2 separate regions of the Sus scrofa genome follow, and region 2 is linked to region 1. The links are chromatin contacts, called in public Hi-C maps. All regions are on one chromosome and are shown on one strand. Each heading gives the region's core, a stretch centred on a gene start, on an enhancer-like site or on the middle of the called end of the contact. The rest is flanking DNA. Distances are from core to core; before and after follow the strand shown. Region 1 holds the start of SLC12A5 (solute carrier family 12 member 5). Region 2 holds the start of CD40 (CD40 molecule).

Region 1 (3,268 bases), core at 295-2,794:
AAAGAAGGGGTTGAGGATGGCTCCTAGAGTTCTGACTTTTAAATCTGTAAGGCTGTAAGGACATTCCTGAAAGTGATTAAAGGGCAGATTATGGGAAAGATGAAGAAAGAAAAGAGCCCTAAAATTCCTAGTGACCACGTCCAGGAGGTGGCTGGTTCACGGGACTGGAGCCTTCCAGAAATCTAGGCCTCAGTTCAGTCATCTGCCCAAAGAGGAGGTTTGCCAAAGTTTGAAACCCCTAAAGGGTTTTTGGTGCTCAGTTTTGCTGGAATCGGGGTGAGCTCACCTGCGGCTCAGCAGCGACCCCTGGAGGCCTGGGGAGGCTCTTTCTCCTCCCTGCTCTGGGGCCATTTGGAGCCGATTCTCCACGTTCCTTCCAGACCTGAGGGGCCCAGAGTCAGGGAGGGGAACCCCTGACAGGTGGCCCTTGCGGAGAAAACTGTGTGTGCATCCAGGATGCTAATTCTTCACCGAAGGCTAGAAGGATCCTTTCCCTCCTCTCTCTTCTGTACCCTGTATGTAACTTCCATGACGTGACCACTGCCCTGGGCCCTCCAGGAAGACGCCCCTAATCCATTACTCTAGTGCTGGCACCACCCACTGCTTGTGGAGCAGGAGTAGAGGGAGCTGAGTCCCAAAAGGTCGGGACTGGAGTCGCCAAAGGAGCCTCCCAGGATCTAGCTGTCTGGGGTCCAAACTTCTCTTTTCTCCCGTCTCCTTCCCGGGATTCCCCAGGCGCTGGCAGCGACGCCTCCCGGGTGGCTGAGGACTGAAGGATCCGCCAGGCACCAATGACCCGGCGACCCAGCGGAACTCATTTTTCCTGCTGCCCGCCACTCTACCCCTATACTGCTGGCCCAACCCCTTCTGTGGTCCCGCCCTTTTCTACCCCCAAACCCAAGCTGGTCCTGCCTCGTCCCATTGGCTCTGGACCCACCCACACGGCCCTCCCTTTTCCTGGTTCCACCTTCTCCCTCTCTGGTCCCGCCTCCTATCCGATGTGACCCCGCCCCTTTACTGCCCTCCGGCCCAGCCCCCTAGGTCTTAGCCCCTACATCACAAGATCCTCCCCTTCAACTCTAGCCCCACCCTCTTCTCTGTGTCCCCGCCCACCGCTATTCTGGCCCCTCCCTTCATCATTTCCCCTCCACCAGCCTTACCCCACTTTCCTAGGTCCCAACTCGCTCTCCTTTCTCCGGCCCTCGGCTGGGACCCTACCCCACCCCGCCATGGCCCCGCCCCTCCCTACAAGACCTGCCCACCAAGGGGGGCCCCCCCACTCCCCTCCATAGCCCCGCCCCCATATCGGTAGGCCCCGCCCCCCTGCGGCCTCTACCTTTGGCGTCTTCCCCAGAGAGGTGGCGGAGACCGGCTGCTGGATGCCGTTGGGACTCCGGGTCAGAGGTCCCGGCAGGGCCCGCGGGTGGCAGTGAAGTGACAGTGAACCTGCGGCTCATGGTGCGGAAAGGGGCCGGGCGGCCGCGGAACGGGCCCAGATTGCACAAGTGGCCGCAGCCCGGCTCCTGAAGGCTGAAAGAGCGGATTCCCCCTCCACGCCGGCCGCCCCCCGCCGGCCGCGGCGCCGCGCAGGGTCCTAGTGCCCGCTGTGCTGAGGCTCTGTATCTCATCACTTAGCTCTGAGGCCCTGGACTCTCAATTCCACTGGAACCGCTTGAGGATCCCCCTCGCTGCTGAGAGCTTTCCCTGTACCAGGGACCCCAGCATGTGGCTCCTGGAACCGGCGCTCCTCTGCTGGGGTCTCCTAAACATCTGGGTTTCATTCACACTCATTCATTCAGCACATCTTGACAGCTCACCTGTGTTTCAGGCATTGGTGCTAGGCTCTGGGGATACAGCACTGGATGAGACCCACTGGCTTCCTTCCCTCGTGTGGCTTAAGTCCTAATGTGTGAGAGGAGAGAGATGATAAGTGAGCAAACGCATAAACAAGATAATTTGAGATTGTTGTATATGTTAAGAAGAAAAGGTGAGGAGTTCCCATCGTGGCGCAGTGGTTAACGAATCCGACTAGGAACCATGAGGTTGCAGGTTCAGTCCCTGCCCTTGCTCAGTGGGTTAACGATCCGGCGTTGCCATGAGCTGTGGTGTAGGTTGCAAACGCGGCTCAAATCCCACGTTGCTGTGGCTCTGGCGTAGGCCTGCGGCTACAGCTCCAATTAGACCCCTAGCTTGGGAACCTCCATATGCTGCGAGAGCAGCCCAAGAAATGGCAAAAAGACAAGAAGAAGAAGAAGAAGAAGAAGAGGAAGGAGGAGGGGAAGGAGGGGAGGAAGAGGAGGAAGAAGAGGAAGAAGAGGAGGCCCAGGGATAATGAGTAGAGGGAAGAACTGCTTTAGGGCATGGTCTGAGAAGACCTCTCAGAAGATGGAATATTTAACCTGAGACTTCACTAATGAGAAGGAGCCAATTAAGCAGAGATGTGGGGGAAGAGCTCTCTTGAAGAGAAAATAGCAAGTGCAAAGGCCCCGGGGTGAAAAGAGGCCTGGATGGTTTAGGGAGCAGCAAGAAGGCCAGTGTGTCTGGAACAGTGAGCGAAAAGCGTGGTGGTGAGGAGATGAGGGAGGAGAAGAAGGCAGATCCTAAGGCTTCAGGGAGGCATCTGGATTCTTTCCTAATCTACCAGGGAACCCGTGAGAAGTTTTTGAGTCGGGAAAATGAAGTAATCTGACTTATATGTTAACGGGGTCACTCTGGCTGCTGGGTGAAAACTCAACTAAGGGCAGGCGTAGAGGCTGAGAGTCTGATGAGGAGGTTTCTGCAGACCCCCAGGTAAGAGGTACTGTTAGCTGGGCTAGGATGGTGGCAGTCATCTGATTCCAGATACATTTTGGAAGTAGAACCTACAGGGCCTGCTGCTGGATTGGACGTTGCATGTAATGGAAAGAGGCCTCAAGGAGGATCCTGGAAAATCTCATGCATTGCTGGTGGGAATATAGATGGGCAGAACCGCTTTGGAAAATTGTTTGGTCACATCTGCTAAAGTTGAACTTACACATACCTGTCTAGCCAGCAATTCCACTCCAAGGTATATGCCTGTAAAATACTGTTTAACTAACGTGAAAATAGTCACAGTCTATCTTTAAGGAGTTCCAGTTGTGGCTCAGTGGTAACAAACCCAACTAGTGTCCATGAGGATGAGGGTTCCATCCCTGGCCTTGCTGTCTGGGTTAAGGATCCAGCGTTGCTGTGGCCATGGTGTAGGCCAGCAGCTGCAACTCCAATTCGACCCCTAGCCTGGGAACGTCTG
Region 2 (3,436 bases), core at 803-3,302, 94 kb before region 1:
TAAATGGCAGGTGTTTTTATTTTTTGTTTTTGTTTTTTACGGCCGACCCGCAGCATGTGGAAGTTCCTGGGCAAGGGATTGAATCTGCCTCGCAGCTGAGACCTACTGCGCAGGGCAGGGGATGGAACCCCCACCTCCCCAGTGACCCGAGCTGCTGCAGCTAGATTTCTAACCCACTGCACCACAGTGGGAACTCCTAAATGGCAGTTTTAATTAGCATACATATATACCAGTATTCACTTGGATGCCTAGCACCCTGGCTAACTGGCTGGTTGTACAGGATCCTGCCTCATGGGTGGCTGTCATTCAGGTGGGTGGGCAAATGACTTGAGGAAATACATCTTACCCCAAATGAGGAAGGAAACAGAAAAGGCTACTGCCCCCACCATCGCATCACAGCACGCTAGCCTATATATATTCTCTGTGCAACTCTGTGGATGTTCCCACCACGCTCCCAGAACCATGAAAGTCCTTTATGCCATGTTCAAACACATGAGAAATTTAGCTCCTCCTCTGAAAATCTGTCAATCCCCAGTTCCCACTTCACAGCTTCAGTCCTTCTGACACCAAGTAGCTCAGGACCAAGGTTTGGAGACTCTCACCATCTGAGAGGCAGGCTCAGGAATCAGGCAGATGAAGATTTACATGCAGTTTCCACCTAGCTATAAGAATTTGGGCAAGACATTGTCTCTCTCTGAGCCTCAGTGTGCCCATCTGTATAATGGGGGAGTTGAAAGAAGTCAGACAGAGAGTAAAGCATTTTGCTCAGAGCCTGACACCCAGGAAACGCTCCATAAATAGCTCCAGCTGTTGCTGAGCTTCATCTCAACCTGGAGCTATAACTGGGAGTTTGCTCTTGAGAAGCCCAGACCACGCTTCATCCTATCTCCCCCGGCGTTTCCTCCGCTTCTTCTCCATGAGCCCTCTTCCTGCCTCCTTTCTCCCTGAGAGCCATTGCTTAGAGTGAACATGAAAGCACTGAGACCAAAGCAGCCTCCCCTCTCTTCCCTGGCTGCCAACCCCCTACTTCATGGGTCATTCCTGTTCTGCCTTCATGCCAGAAACTACAGCCCTTGAAAGTTAGGGGGAGACCGAAGGGGCTGGAATGAGAGTGTCAGGTACTGGGGGGATTCCCGGCCTCCAAAATGAGGAACTACAAAAATACATTTAAACTAAAAGCGAGTCAAGTGTGGGCCTCTGAAAATTCCGGAGATATGCTTGGTTGGGCATATCCGAGCCTTTCTGGTGCCTAGAGAAACCCCCACTGGGCTTCTAACCCTTTCGTGTTCCCATAAACTGTTCATTTCCCCCAGAGTCTCCTATGTCATCTTAAACTCAGGAGGCAGAAACACAGCCTTAGATATCCCTCCTAAGTCAGATCACTCAGGATTTGGGGCTGGAGGTGGGAGTGTTAAAAGCTCCTAGGCTTCTCAAAGAAGCACCTGGGCCTCTGCATTCATCCCTTGTTCCCACAAGATGCCCTAAAAGAAGGCAGCCCCAGCTGGCCAGGAGGTGATAACCACTCACAGAGGCTGGCATCTGTCCACAATAGGAAAGAGACAGGAAACTGGCCAGACCAACCCTTTCCCTTGGCTGGGCTCCCTCCCCACTTCGGAAACCCGTCCTGTGTCTCGTGTGGCGGTGTCGTGTCTCGTTGTGGCCAGCCCCCGGCAGACCCCTACTCCAGGACTCTAGTCTGACCAGATAAAGCTTCAGGTTCCCCAAACCGCAGCCCCATCGCCGCCGGCTAGGCAAGTTTCCTACAGTGACCCCACCATGCGCTCTCTGTGGGCTACCTGAGACCCCTCTGCCTGGGAGGAGAGAGAGGCAGCCCACCCCATTCAGCCAGGACCCCGTGTACCTTACCCAGCTTCCACCCAGCTGCCCCGCACCCCCCAAATCAGCTAGGAAGTTCCCCTCCGCAAAGTCTCACTTCTCTTCCCATTCCCTACTCTCAAATCTCAAATTCCCGCCTCTGGTTGGAACAGAAATTCAACTTACGGCGGTCAAAAAGCAGCCCCAGAGGAGACACTTCAGAGGCAGACGAACCATGGCGAGGCGTAAACCAGGCAGCCAGTGCAGAGGCCGCGGGGACTGGGCCTCTACCAGTTCCCCTGTCCCAGTCCACGGACCTCCCAGGAAAGGGGCGGGGTCTTCGGGAACCAATCGCGACCAGCCTCCCTGGCGGGGGGCGGAGTTCCCGGCCTTGCCCCTCCCCGGGATTTCCCCTAGGACATTCCCAAGTGGTCTAATTCCCTCGGGAGTTTAGGGACGCGCTTTGGCGGGAGTTGGGGAGAAGGGGGACGTATGGTCCAGGAAAAGCCCCTTCTTGGGGCTCCTCGCCCCCCTGGGACTACGAAGGCCAAGCTTAGGTGAGCCAGGAGGCAGCCTGCTTCCTGGGCGGAGCTGGGGGGGGGCCGAGGGGAGGGAAGAGAGATCCCTCCGGGTGTTGGGAAAACTCCCCGCGGTTCTTCCCCGCCGCCTCTGGCAATCCCGACAGAACCGAAAAACGTCCCCCACCGCGTGGATGGAGAGGCCTGAGGAAGTTCCCAGAAAACGGGAAGGCCACAGCTGGGGCGTGGGAGGAGGGCTGGGGAGGCATTTCAAGGAAAAGAGTTTCCCAGCTTACAGTTTCACTCTCTTTCAAAGGAAATTCCCTCGCGTGGGCTCAGCGTCCCAGCCTCCCCATCCATCCATCCATCCATGCAATCCCTATCAGAGTCTATTCCCTCCCAGTTCCCATCTGCCGTCTGGAGACAGTCACTTAGAGTAGACCAGCCTTCTGTGGGATGGTAGGACCCTTTGAGAATCTTAGAAGACTGAGGATCCCCTAGTTCTGCAGAAACACATACACCCTTGTACCTGTTATTTCCCTGGTTCAGGCTCTCCAAGCCGTTTCTTGAACCAGTGTTAACTCACTCTGCTCTGCAGCAGGAAACACCTGGGTTCTGGTCTAGGCTCTGCCTCTGATGGGATGCATTTCCTTGAGCCTCAGCTTTCTTCAATGAAACCTGAGGAGTTTGAACTAGATAGCATTTGGGGTGGTGGCCCTCCAAGCTTTGAATTTCTGGGCCGGGCCAAAAGAACACACTACACAGGACCAGAGAGGATGGGAGAGGAGAGGGCTGCTACTGCAAAGGGCACATTTGCAGATGTGTAGATTCTACCTCTGGAATCCATCCCTTCTTTTCTATCCCCTTTGCTATTACCAGAATTCTGAGTCAGCATCTTTCACCCCTGCTGTCCCGGCAGCCTCATTCATTCAGTAAGCATTTGTTCAGCTTCTGCTATGTTCCAGACAGCTTCCTCCCTCTCTTTCTACCTCTCCCTCCCTCTTCCCCCTTCTTGCCTGTCTCTCTCTCTCTCTCTCTCTCTCTCTCTCTCTCTCTCTCTCTCTCTCTGGGTGCACTGTTGCAGTCCTATTTGTAAGATCTGG

The links. Hi-C and Micro-C count contacts between places; a contact is called where the count stands out from the background.
Region 2: a Hi-C map of embryonic fibroblasts shows a contact between it and region 1, with 2.5 times the contacts expected there. The contact joins the promoter of CD40 here to the promoter of SLC12A5 in region 1. A contact is called at or near these places in 1 of 47 Hi-C or Micro-C datasets (embryonic fibroblasts) and 1 of 2 datasets of contacts at active chromatin or transcription factors (alveolar macrophages).

The regions. Positions count from the first base shown.
Region 1 is chr17:48,190,348-48,193,615 of Sscrofa11.1, reverse strand. SLC12A5 (solute carrier family 12 member 5) reads right to left here and starts at 1,544. Exons shown (of 26, transcript XM_021078314.1): 1 at 1,337-1,544. The coding sequence starts at 1,457.
Region 2 is chr17:48,284,732-48,288,167 of Sscrofa11.1, reverse strand. CD40 (CD40 molecule) reads right to left here and starts at 2,052. Exons shown (of 9, transcript NM_214194.1): 1 at 2,002-2,052. The coding sequence starts at 2,052. The region is part of intron 1 of LOC106506699 (a long non-coding RNA gene); the gene reads left to right.